Linked DNA regions of Sus scrofa: region 1 is linked to region 2. A link is a contact called in public HiChIP or PLAC-seq data. All regions are on one chromosome and are shown on one strand. Each heading gives the region's core, a stretch centred on a gene start, on an enhancer-like site or on the middle of the called end of the contact. The rest is flanking DNA. Distances are from core to core; before and after follow the strand shown.

The links. HiChIP or PLAC-seq counts read pairs in DNA pulled down with a chosen protein or histone mark.
Region 1: an H3K27ac HiChIP or PLAC-seq map of alveolar macrophages shows a contact between it and region 2. The contact joins two enhancer-like sites. A contact is called at or near these places in 1 of 47 Hi-C or Micro-C datasets (embryonic fibroblasts) and 1 of 2 datasets of contacts at active chromatin or transcription factors (alveolar macrophages).

The regions. Positions count from the first base shown.
Region 1 is chr13:61,595,575-61,601,855 of Sscrofa11.1, reverse strand. No RefSeq gene overlaps it. Among named protein-coding and RNA genes, the nearest start is that of ARL8B, 42 kb to the left of the region's middle. Within about 2 kb of position 3,530, at least 4 of the 83 cell types and tissues checked have an H3K27ac peak or open chromatin away from gene starts, as enhancers often do. A contact at or near this core is called in alveolar macrophages, where this site is marked.
Region 2 is chr13:61,300,114-61,307,079 of Sscrofa11.1, reverse strand. The region is part of intron 41 of ITPR1 (inositol 1,4,5-trisphosphate receptor type 1); the gene reads right to left. Among named protein-coding and RNA genes, the nearest start is that of BHLHE40, 220 kb to the left of the region's middle. Within about 2 kb of position 3,644, at least 44 of the 83 cell types and tissues checked have an H3K27ac peak or open chromatin away from gene starts, as enhancers often do. A contact at or near this core is called in alveolar macrophages, where this site is marked.

The sequences.
Region 1 (6,281 bases), core at 2,281-4,780, 290 kb before region 2:
ATGTGTCCCATGTCTCATAAAAGTGTGCCATCCCCAGGCTCTGCTAAAAGAGATGCTTGCAAAAGCCAAACACTTGTTCTGTGCAAGACACAGGCTATAGATAAAATTGGAATTAGCTTCTTTCCCTCTTTCTTCCTTCTCTTTAAGCTGTTTTTCTTATCACTCAGAAACTTTGCAATAAAGACGTTTAAAAAACTGCCAAATACAGCCACCTTCTGATGCCAGCTCCCTTGGCTTTAAACATATCTAAATGTGGATTACTCTGAAATTTACTTCTCCAGACAAACCCATCCCTAAAACTCAATGTATCCAACTGCTTACTTGGTGTTTCACTTGGGTGTTAAAAAGGCATTTCACAATGAGTTTGACCAAAAATAAACTCTCACTTCCTTGACCTCTCTGCCTCCCAAACTTGTTCTCCCATCTTCCCCATGTCTATAAATAGTACCACCATGCACAAAGTTACTCAGGTCTAAATACATACATACACACACACACACACACACACACACACACACACACACACACACAAATTACATCACTTCATCAGTAAATCCTATCGGTTCCACCTCAAGAGATAGTAAATCTGTTTACTTCTTTCCATGCCCACGACACCTTCCCCATCCAAGCTGTCATCCTCTCTTGCTCCTAACTGGTCCCCATGCTTTGACCCTTGCCCTTCTCTAACTCCTTCTCCAAGGAGATTGTTCAAAATATAATCAGAGCAAGTCACTCCCTTTAGAATAATATCCAAGTTCTTATCAGGAAGTTCATGTAGGTCTATGAGACCCTTCAAAATCAGGCTCCTGCCTCCCAGGGATCTCCTGGTCTGTCACTAATCTTTCCTGCTTCCTGTGGTTCCTCAAGCACATCAAATAATCTCTTACCTCAGGTCCTTTGCATGATCTCTGGTCTCCTTTCTCTCTGAGGGGTCACCTCCTCAGAGATGCCCTCCCTGATTACTTTGTCTAAAGTGGCCTTGTTGGAGTTGTGGCACAGAGGGTTAAGGATCCAGGGTTGTCACATCAATGGCTCAAGTCGCTGCTGTGGTATGGGTTGGTTCCCTGGCTTGAGAACTTCCACATACCACAGGTGTGACCAAAAAAATAAATAACAAGTAAAGTAGCCTCTTTTTCTAGTCTGTAGGCGATCACACTACTTTATCCTTCAGAACACTGGCTCCAATTGTAAATGAGGCTGACTGCTATTTCCTCATTTGTTTGCACCAGAATATAAGTTTTTGTTTCCCACTATTTTACCTCAAATCTACCAATCCCAAAGTTACAGGAGATTTCAAAGGGGAGGGGAAAATTAATTCATAAGAACCCATAAACTATATTTTCCACTAAAATCATCCTCTTGTTTTCCTTCAAAACACCGTTGGCATTCCTGCTTTGGAATTTTCTCCAGACAACTACTGAAAACACTTGATCACAACGTGGTTCTAAACGGGCTGCGATATAGAAAGTGGGAAAGCACGTGTTTTAGAACAGTATTGTGATATAATCTCATTTCTTAAATTGAAGAAGTACATGAAAATTTCTCTGACCTTACCTGAACATACCTCCCTCACACACGCACACCTTGCCTCGCTATCCGTGAGGAACTGGCTCCAGGCGAACACCAAAGCCTGCAGATGCTCAATCCCCGCCTTTAAAACTGCGCAGTGCAGGCGCACCATAGTCTGGCCTCTGCGTCTGCAGGGTACGCATGCGCCTTTCAATTTGCTCTGCTGCTGGTCAAATGCGCAGATGTGGACCCCCCAATACGAGTGCTGCCTGTGTGGGTTTGTTTTTTTTTTTAATTTTATAATGATTTTTTTCCCCATTATAGCTGGTTTACAGTGTTCTGTCAATTTTCTACTGTACAGCAAAGTGACCCAGTCACACATACATGTATATATTCTTTTTTTCTCACATTATCATGCTCCATCATAAGTGACTAGATAGAGTTGCCAGTGCCTGACTGTGTTTTTAAGTCTAGAGGGAGACTCACTAAATTAACAGTGTTTACTGTAAGGCGAGGAAAAGTTTCAAAACCCGATCTTAACTCTTCTCAAAGTGGGATTCCTAAGGGGATAAGTTTGGAAGCAGCAAGGCTCAGTTTCACCTGGAATGTATCAACACACGCCCCCCTGCAGTTCATAGCCCCTGTACTCTGTTGAATTGTGCAGTGGCAAATCCTTGTTGATAGGTTTTCGCTGATACCCAGAGGAGGAGGTTTCATTTTCTGCTATAGTACACACTGCTGTATTATTTAAATTCAGTATGACACCATGCACACCAAGCGCACATCACCTATCTGTCAAAATTTAGTTCATCTCCATACTGAGCATCTACTATTGCCCCGTACTAAGTGCTGGGAGAGAGAGGCAAAGATGGATAAAAATCCCTGCCCCCAAATATCACAGCCCATGGCCAAGAGTATCATTTTTCAGGAATTCTCTTTTGGCTCAGCGGGTTAAGGATCCCGCAGTTCTCACTGTGGCAGCTTGGGTTGCTGCTCTGGAGCAGGTTTGCTCCCTGGCTGGGGAACTTCCAAATACTCCAGGCAGGGCCAAAATATATTTGTAAAATTATTTAGTTGGATCACCCAGCTTGGTCATGTCAATTTGGTCTGAAAAACTGTTGACTCTTTACAAATATCAAAATCTTCCCCAAAGAACAGAACCCTAGAAAATTCTCAACATGAGGAATGGAATAGGAAAGTCTAGAGCAAAAATAGCCGATAAAGTCCTTGCTTGCCGGGGAGGCTTGGCTAGGACTCTCATTTATATGCTGTGTAAATTTTGGCACCAAAATAGAAGTCAACCTTATTTTCTTAAAACTGTAGTTCATAGTTCCATTGCAACCCCTTTTTCTTAAAACAAGTATTTTTGTAACACTGCCCTTACTATCCGGAACTGAAATTCACAGCTAGTATAATATACCTACGAAAAATTTTTTCTAAAAATCAGCATATTGTTCTGGCATATAAAGGAAAATAAGACACAGTCAACAGTATAATATGTATGTCATGGGAGTTCCCCTGTGGCTCAGTGGTAACAAATCTGACTAGCATCTGTGAGTACTCAGGTTCCATCCCTGGTCTCGCTCAGTGAGTTAAAGGATCTGGCGTTGCAATGAGCTGTGGTATAGGTTGCAGATAGGGCTCTGATCAGGTGTTGCTGTGGCTGTGGCATAGGCCGGCAGCTGTAGCTCCCATTCAACCCCTAGCCTGGGAACTTCCATATGCTGAGGGTGTGGCCCAAAAATGCAAAAAAAAAAAAAAAAAAAGTATAATATGTATTTCAGTATGAAAGTGCTCAGCTGATTCAAGAATCAGTGAGTAGTCAAATGTTTGTACCTACTTTTCATGAATTTTACTTTTCATGCCTGGATTTCAGAGGAGTTAGACCACATTTAACTGAATATTGTTGACCCTTTTACCTTATACTTGCTATTTCCAAATAAGGGCTAGACAGGCATACAGAGACTCTCCATGAATGAAATAGCTAAAAGTGAAGACTGATGCAATTATGTGGCTCTGGTGACTCAGATCTTGAGAGTGGTGCTGCCATTAATGACATAATTTTCCAAAATGGCAAAGTACTCTTGGTAAAGTGCTAGAGACTTCCTTCCATTTTTATAACAGTGGCATTCCTGGGAAGCTCAGTGGCTGGTGGAAAAAAAAATTAGGATCTATGCTCAGAAAATGAAAAATAAGTTCTCACTTGTGTCAGTTGTGGGGCATTTTAAATCCTGACAGGACACAAGACAACTCTTTGCCCCACAGGCCTGTCTCACCCTGCTCCCCAAAGCCAGAAAGCCACAAGACTTCCCCATCTCTACCCCCACAGCCCTGCAATCCTTGTAAAAACCAAAAGCAATGTCACAAGGAAACCTCGCCTAAGGATGGTGCCATCCCCATTGAGAAACACTTCCTTGCCATCACAACCCTTAAGAGAATTTCAGGTCTTTTGGTCACTCTTTGGGTTACCAAGGGGCCTACTCTGAACCCTATCACCCAGATGGGAGTCAGAGGGTCAATAGGAGTCAGAGAAGCAGCAGTCAGGCAAGTGGAGGGGCCTGAGAAGAATTGATGGTGACTCTGGAGAGAAGAGATATGTCCCTGTGAATGACAGGCTGAACCTCAGGCAGTGGGCGACACTCCAGCTCCAGAGAGCACACCTTACTGATGGCAGGAGGGCACACAGCCAGCAGATGACAGAACAGAGAGAGGCCTTGCATGTAAGAACAAGAAGGTGAGCTGAAGCCACAGGAAAGCATGGGCCCTGGAGCACCCACAAGGCCACCCACAAGACAAGACCCCAGTAGGAGGATCACAGTCTAAGGACAGTTCCAGAAATTGACAGAGAGCTGAATAGAGGGAACAGAGGGCATTGGCTAAGAACTTGGGCTCTGGGAACAGATGGGTTCAAATCTCAGCCTTGCCACTGCTGAGAAGTGTGACTTTGGGCCAGTGGTTTGACCTCTCTTTGCCATCTGTGAAATGGGCACCAACAGCAGTCCCTACCATGCAGGGTTGTTCTAGGGGTGTGATGACATCATAGGGAAGATGCTTAGCAGGCTGCTTGGTGGCCAGCAAGCTGTTCAAGAGCAGGATTCTGTCCAGCTCTGCTGCCCTTTGAACCTGGAGAACTTCACATGGAGGAGCCACAGTTCAGTTTTAGTCAAGGGAACCAGGGGTGCATGTGGAAGGCAGCCATTCTCCCTGTTATGAAGGAGCCAGTTTCTGGGTGGAGGTAGGAAGGGGGGCTTGGTTCTTTTATGTGTGTGTGTGTGTTTTGTCTTTTTTTAGGGCCACACCCATGGCATATGGAGGTTCCCAGCTAGGGGGTCTAATGGGAGCTATAGCTGCCAGCCACAGCCACAGCCACAGCAATGTCAGATCCGAGCCGCATCTGTGACCTGCACCACAGCTCACAGCAACACCAGATCCTTAACCCACTGAGCGAGGCCAGGGATCAAACCACAACCTCGTGGTTCCTAGTCGGATTCGTCTCCGCTGCATCACAATGGGAACTCCGGGGCTCAGTTCTTTACTGGGACACCAGATCACAGGCAGAACAAGAAGAGGAAACCACATCACCTGAGTAACAGAACCAGGGCTCCCCAAATCTCTGGTCTCAGTGCTTGGGGGTCACTGAATGCCCAGGAGAAAGCCTCACAGCCCCCATATCCGTGAAGGGAGAGCTGTGGGACCAGAGAGCTGCAGGTGAGTGAAACCCAGGGAGGAAGCCTTAGCTAGACACAAAGGAACCTGCAGCCATGTGACCACAAGACAAGTCTGGGGGTCTGTCTCCTTCCCTCTGGGAACAGTCCACATCAGAACTAAAGGTACCAAGGGAGGGGAAAGTAGGCTAGCCCTGGCCCCTGCCCCTCCCTGGCTCTGGATCACATCACTTCCCACAGTGTGTGCTGAGCTTCAGCCACACTGGCCATTTCCTTGTTTCTCAAAAACACTAAGCTTCCTCGCCCACATCCCAAACCAGTCACTCTTTGGCTGGCTAATTTCTGTTCGCCCTTCAGGTCTCAGTTCTAACATCACTTCCTGGAAGAGGGTGTCCCTAAACCGTCAAGCTAGGTGCAGTGGCCTTCTTACCCTTTTCCTCACGGTGCCCAGCCTTTTCCTTCTTAGCATCTATTATAATGACAATTATTGTTGGTGTAAGAATTTGCTCAGGGTCCATCTCTCTCACTAGACCGGATACTCCTGAAGGCAGACAGTACATCAAGTCCATTAGCCTGTATCCTGTGGCATATAGCCTGGTGCCTGGTAGACAGTTAATGCTCAGTGGATGTCAGGGGAAAGACGACGAACTGGAAGGGGAAGGAATCCCGAAATTCAGAACAGGGTCACTGTCCTAAAAGATAGTCAGATCCATAGACACACACTCTTTGAGAAAAACTAGGCCACCGACATTCCTGATTGAATATTCACTTGGCAGCAATTTCTCATGCTATTTCAAGGCCTAGCACACAGCAAAGATCAATGCCATTGTCTCCTCTGCAACACAAGTGGCTGTGGTCGCAAATACTCTGATTTATGCCCCCTCCTCCTGATGTCCAGCCGGATGCCATGAATGACGCCGGGCATATGATCCCTTTGATCTTGCTGTGAGAAAATATATTTAGGGAGTTCCTGTTGTGGCTCAGTGGTAATGAACATGACTAGTATCCAAGAGGACTCAGGTTCAATCCCTGGCCTCATTCAACGGGTTAAGGACCCGGCATTGCCATGAGCTCTGGTATAGGCTGGCAGCTGCATCTCTGATTCAA
Region 2 (6,966 bases), core at 2,395-4,894:
CCAAGGCAAAGTAGGCACGTCCCACATGGAGCAGGGGCCTCTGAATACAGCGCCAGGGCAGGGCATACCAGCAGCGCAGGACAGGGAGCTGGGAGACCTAGGCAGGCCAAGCATGCAGGGTATGGCGGTGGATTCCTTCTTATGCAGAAGGCTGTCAGGACAGGGAAGGAGGTGGTCTGGGCTTCTGAGGGGCATTAGTGACAGCAGTATCCAGAGGCTATCACAGGTGAAAGGCAACCAGGCTCAGAACTTAGACAGTCCTATATAAGCAAGTGGTGTAGGATGCTGGTCAGGAGCCAGGGTGCCTCCCTTCCAACCCCTGCTCCCCCAGCCCCAGCTGGGGCACTCTGGGCATGCCACATAGCCTCCAGGTGTCCCAATTCAGTGGTGACTATTAGCATACTGGGAGGAAGAGTGGGCACAGAATGAGTTCCTGATGACAATCAAGAGGGAGGAGACGGATGACATCAAGGTTTCCAGCTAGGGTGACTGGAAGGGTGGTGGTGGGGAGTCCACTGACCTAGATGCAGAATGCACCCTCCAGTGGGTGGAGGACAGGAGCTGACACGCGTGCTTGGGGTCACGTGGACTTAAAGCCCACACAGCTAGAAATGCCTAATGGGGATTTGCACAGAAATCCGGAGACTGGTGGAGAGGTGGGACCAGGAGCTGTACCTCAGGGAGAAGTTGGCATAAATGGGAGCCGAAAGCCATGGGAATGGACAAGGTCACCCAGGGAGCTTGGAGAAAAAAGTGACACACAGGCTGGAGACCGGGTGGCAGCATTTCACATATTGTAAGGTTAGCTGTCTAGATTCTGCTAAGTCTTGGTGTTCACTACTAGGAAAGCCTCTACAGGAGGCAAGGAAATAGCACAGCACGAGGCCATTGGGAAGGGACTGACACAGAACGTGGCACTCTGGGGTCAGACGGTCAGAGAGGGCTTTCAGATAGAAGCGCCGGACTCCTGAGCCACATACACAGATCCCTGGAGGAAGGGGCCACCTGAGCCTGTGCAGAAAGGTGGTAAACAAGCTGACAGAATGTACTGTGGTAGAGGCAGTGAAGGAAAAAGGGAGATCACCACCACCCCAACCCTTGACCAAAAAAGGAAATAAAAACTAGAAGCCTCTTTCCCTGAATTCCCATTTACTAGCTGAGTAAGTGACCACCCTCTCTGGAGACTTAGGATATTAGTCATCTGCTGGGTAGTTGCCTCAAGCCTAGCATTGCTCTAACAGGGGGTGAAGAACACCGAACAAAGGGGTTAAGACATGGTTCTCTTCCTTAAACAACTTTCTATCTAAACAGCAAAGATTCCACGCCCACGGGGGCTGGCAGAAGTTTTCTGTAAATGGCCCCAAGGTAAATATTCTAAGGATTTGCTGGCCATTCCATCTCTGGTACAACCCCTCAACTCTGCCCTTGCAGCATGAGAGCAGCTGGAGACAGACTAAAGGAGTAAGGATAGCTGTTCTAATAAAACTTTATTTACAAAAGCAGGCGGCAGCTGGATTCGACCTTCCAGCCAAGGTTTGCCAACCCTGGACTAACCTGTCATAGGAGAGGAGAATCTGGTGTCAGCATGCAAGTTTGGAAGAGCACTCTATCCTCAGAAGGACTAGAGAAAGTTAGGAAGAGGAAGAAAGGACAATTCAGATGTGCTGTGGATTGGATAGGATACAATGAAGTGATGGCTCAACTGACAACTATTTTCAAGTCTTCTCTGACATATTTTTGGTGGTCCTTTGTCAAATTTTGGAGATTGTGGAAAACTTGAGGTTTCCTCTGAGGATAGTTTCTCTTAGAAACTAATTCCTACAATTCCCACTGCAGCGCAATGGATTAGGTTGCTTAGGTTGCTGCAGAGGTGTGGGTTCAATCCCCAGCCCAGCAGAGTGAGTTAAAGAATCCAGTGTTGGTCATAAGTGCAGCTGAGATTCAATCCCTGGACTGGGAACTTCCACAGGCTGTGGGTATGGTCAGAAAAAAACAAACAAACAAACAAACAAAAAAAACCTTAATTCTTGCTTATGGGTCTTATAGAAAGGAAGGAGAAACACTTTGTTTCCAAAGATTCCCCCCAGCTCCTCAACAACTGCCATCCTCTGAGAGAAGGCCAGAAGCAGGGATATATGCAATCATTCATTTCTGCCTACACTGGTGGTTCAGCTACTCGGGAAAGGAGAAAACGTAGCCTGGGTTTCCAGTTCCTCTACAGGCACAAGCCAGGATAACTAACCTTCCCCTCAGACTACCTCAAAAGGACTGAGCTTCTCGAACCCAAGTGACAAGGAACATGCTGACTATCTTTGCAAGAATGTCTTGCCCTGAACTTCAGAACCTGGTGCCAGTGGGTCCAGGCATCTTCTCTTGTTACTTGGAGAGTTGTGGGCAATCATGCAAGTCTTACACTCCCAACCATGGGAGCTTCTTTGGGATTTTGGGTTTTCACTTCCAAACCTGGATCTAGATCAAAGACTCCTGTTCAATGACATGCCAGTTTCCTGGGAATGGAGAAGAAAGATGTATGTCCGCAGATGACTGGGACCAAAAAGTGACATAATAATGATAATAATAACACAGAGAAGGAAAGGAAAGGTCCTGGGTCAGGGAGCAGTTAACTGCATTGCCCGTTGCTTTCGGCTTCACCTGTAACATCTGTTAGTGTAAATACCTGATAACTGAGGCGATGAAGACTTCCCTGCCTCCTGGGCCTCTAAAATCACTTCAAACATAGAAACAGTCAGAGAGATGGAGGTGAATTGTGTGTGAAAACAACATAAATAGCACAGCCCCCAGGCTCACTGGATCATCAACCATGACACAGAAGCAAAATTTAAGAAGTTGGATTTTTGACAGAAAAATTTAATAAAATGAACCTCATTTTAAAATAATCAAGGCAGCATTAATACAAATAATCACTGCCTCATTTTGAGAGCCTTCTAGGACCCTGGCTTTGAGTGAGGCACTTTCTGTGAATCACCTTCTTCTGGGCAGGAGCTGGGCTGAGCGGTCAAGGGCACTGCCCCGAGCCCTGAGGGACTGAGGAGACAGGAGTGGAACAGGCCTTCCTGCTCCACCACACCAGCCCCAGGGCAGCAGCTCCTTCCTGCAGCTCTACCTGACATTACTCTCTTTAATCCTCTCAACATGAGCAAAAGGGAGGGACTCAGTTTTTCCAATTCTCTTTTCACAAGTGAGAAAACTGAGTTTCAGCGTGTCCTGAGAAAGTCCAAGGTCACCCTGCCGGTTGGAACTCCAGCCCAGGTGTTTCCGCTTTGGAAGCCAAGTTCCTTCTCCTGCACGCCTGCCCTACTGGGTAGTGTCCCCCCAAGTCCCTGACCCCATGCCACCCACTCACCATGGAGGGCCCACTGGCAGCACCTACAAGCCCTCCCTGAACCAGGCCAGGGTGCTTTGCTGTCCAGACCCTTGTGGTTTCCGCTGAAGGGCAGAGTGCCTGGGGGAGCCTGCTGGGGCCCCACCACCTGCCTCCCTCTTACTGTCATGGTAACACCCCCCACGCCAGGGAGAAAGCAGGCTCCTGACTCTGATGCTGGCCACACTCTTCTCCCACATGGATAAAACCCGAGGTCAGAAAACACCGCTCAGAAGTGACTCATTTCTGACTTCTCTGCCAAACACAACACCCTTTTACGTAACTCGCTTGCACACCACTCTCCTCCTCCTGGGGTGGCTGCCCTGTCAAACCAAGGCTGATCTTCCTCACCAGCTGGCCCCCCATTTCCAGCAAAGGCAAAGCAAACTGCTTCTCACCCTCCCACCCCCGCTCCCCGGGGTCAGAGGGGGGTCTCCAGCGTGCTCTCTCCTCAGTGCCTTCTGTGGTGACTTCTTCTGGAAGGGGTGGGAGATTTCCTATCTAACACTGGCTCCTGGCCTGCTGTCTCAAGCCAACCTCAAAAAAAAAAAAAAAAAAAAAAAAAAAAATGTGGTGAGGGAAAGGCCCTTGGACGAGGGATTTCTCTCTCATCTCATCTCTCAGCTGAATCCGCAGCCAGCTTCCTGACAGAGCACTTCTCACAGTTTCCAACTCATACTGTGTACGTGCAGAGAAGAAAATCCTTTTTGGGTGTGTCTGGAGGCTAGACTTGGCATAGGAAGAGCCTTGGGCAGCCATTTGATACATGCAATTTGCTGTGCTTCTGCAACCGGAAACAATTAATCCCCCCCACCACCAAATCTTTTTGGATCTGTCCCCTTTATTTGCTGAACGGTTCTCTGTGGTCAGATCAGCACATATATCCTCAACCATCTGTATGTGCTTAAAACACCCCAAACACTAGGTGTGTTGAAAGATCCATTCTACTCCTTCTCTGCCCCAGGTGAGACCAGCCTCTGTGTTCCTGTAGGAAAGAGGAAGTGGGGGAACATTCCCCCGGGTGCTGGTGGGAACATCTCAGGAGGAAGGAAACACACAAAAATTGGCAAGGACTCGGAGGACGGATATGCAAGTGCCATGAGACTTGCTGAGCCCCTGCATGTGCCAAAAATTAATTCACAAGCAAATGCTTATTTTATAGTTTCCCACTTTGCTACAAAACATCAAGCAGAAAGGAAAGATTTCTTCTGGGGGCTGGTAGGAAGTGGGTGGCACTGGAGAGGGCAGAAAGAAAGCAGGAGTTACTCTTAAAGGGAAGCTTGATCCCATGGCTCCACGATGTCACCTGTTCCAGGGGACCCCCCGGGGGGCAGTCCCACCTCCTTGTTCCTGTAAGCAGGGGATAACACCATGAAGTCTGAGCCACTCTGACGGCACCCAGGGAGGAGAAGTTTGGGAGGTGATATCCATCCTCAGATGTTATCACCATCACAGAAGCCAGGGCAGGGACAGAAGAGACTGGAAGACTTGGAGTCCACTGTGTCAGGCCAGGAAATATCCTCAGTTTGGCTGCCAGGCATTTCAGGGCTGAAGTGATGATGTGACAGATTGCAAGGCTTCAGGAGAAGGAAGTAATTCTCCCTGTGAGAGTTCCTAGTAAGCACGGTAGGCCCTTAGTTTTGGATTCCCATCAGCTGAATTCTCTTAGAACTTCCGAAGAGCTATGGTCCCCAGTGAACTTATCCTCAGTATAAGGGTGAATTTTCACATATCCTCAAAAGGGGAAGGACATGAGTTGACACTTCTGCAAAGATGGGACTGAACTTTCAGGGGGAACAGAGCTCCCCAACAGCAGGGACGATGGTGTCTTCCTTTTTTGCAGCTATAGCACCCAACTCAGGGGCTTGACTGACCTATGGTAGGTGTTCATCAATTATAACTGGGATATGTGGGGGGGGGATGTTCTCTGCAGGGGACCCCCACAACTCCCTCTCCCCTTGGTGAACACATCCAGTTCACACCAAGAGGTGCAAGTCTTCTCCCCTCCCTCTGAGGCTGGGCTCATCGTCTCTCTGGCACTTTGACTGGTACAATATGGCGGACGCGTTATACAAGGAGTCCAAGCCCAGGCGTTAAAATGACTGGTAGCTCCTACATCTCACTTCCCCAAACACAATTTCTTAGAAGCCAGCCGTCATACTCTAAGAAGCCTAAACCACACAGAGAGGCCACATGGAGGAGAACCAAGGTGACAGCCCCCGCTCAGCAACCAGCTGAGAGCCAGCACCTGTGCCACAGTCATACAAGGGGCCATCTTGGCCATTTCTGCCCAGTCAAGTCCCTGGTGACCACAGCCCCAGCCAGGACCACCCAGAGGAAGGAGACCCACCCAGCTGAGCCCACACCCACAGAAACACAACAAGTGTCAGAACAGCCATTGCTTTAAGCCCCTATGTTTTGTGACATTTAGTTAATCAACAGTAAGACAACTAAAACAGGTGGTGGGGGAGGAGGGGACAGGAAGCACGTGACACTTAGCTCAGGCTCTGTCTGGTTCTGTATCTCTGAGGAAGTCACAACCCTCCTTGACCCCCCATTTCCCTCATCTCCATAATGGGGTGACACACACTCAGCACCCCTCACAGACCAACCAGGAGACTCAGACAAGACAGCCAGAGGAAAAGTACTTCATAAAAAAAAGCCAAAAAGCAACTGGATGCTGTTCCCATTTGTCTTCTCTGCTGAGCTCTGCAGCCATAAGCCCACCCCTGGCCCACATACATCTCTGGCTTTGGAGATGACAAGGTGTTGCCTTCTGAAACCAAGAAAATCATCTTCCTTTATAAAGCACCTGCCTTCTTCTTGGAATCTTTATCATCCTCCTGAGGAAGGAAGCTGTTACAGGCAAGGAGGGGTTTGGGGAGCCAAGCTGCCTTGGTTCAAACCTTGGCTCTGCTACTTCCCGCTTGCATGATGAGGGACAAGTTCCTCAACTACTTTGGGCTTTAGTTTCTGCACCTACCTCCTAGGGAGATTGTGAGGGTTAAATAAGTTGATACGTGAGAAGAACTTGAGCCTAGTTCCTGGTCCACAGCAAGCCCTTAATAAATGCTGGTCATCATCATCACGTTATGGTTTATACTTAAGTTTTTTTTTTTCCTTCCCTTTTTAGGGCCACATCTGTGGCATGTCGAAGTTCCCAGGCTAGGGGTCGAACCGGAGCTACAGCTGCCAGCCTATCCCGCAGCCATGGGATTCAAGCTGAGTCTGTGACCTACACCACAGCTCACAGCAACCCTGGATCCCTTACCCACTTAGCGAGGCCAGGGATCAAACCTGCGTCCTCATGGATACTAGTCAGATTCATTTCTGATGTACCACAATGGGAACTCCCTATACCTAAGTTTTTTAATGATCAAACAGTAAAACTGACTTTTCTGCGGTGCAGCTTTTGACACATGTATCGATGTGTATTCAAAGTAGGACACACAACAGTGATGTCACCCAAAAAACTCCTCTGTGCCATTTCCTTAGAGTCAGATTCTCTCCTCAGCCCTAAGCTGGCAAACACTGCCCTGTCCTCCAGCACTCCAGCCTTGACCTTGAAGAATGTCACATAAACA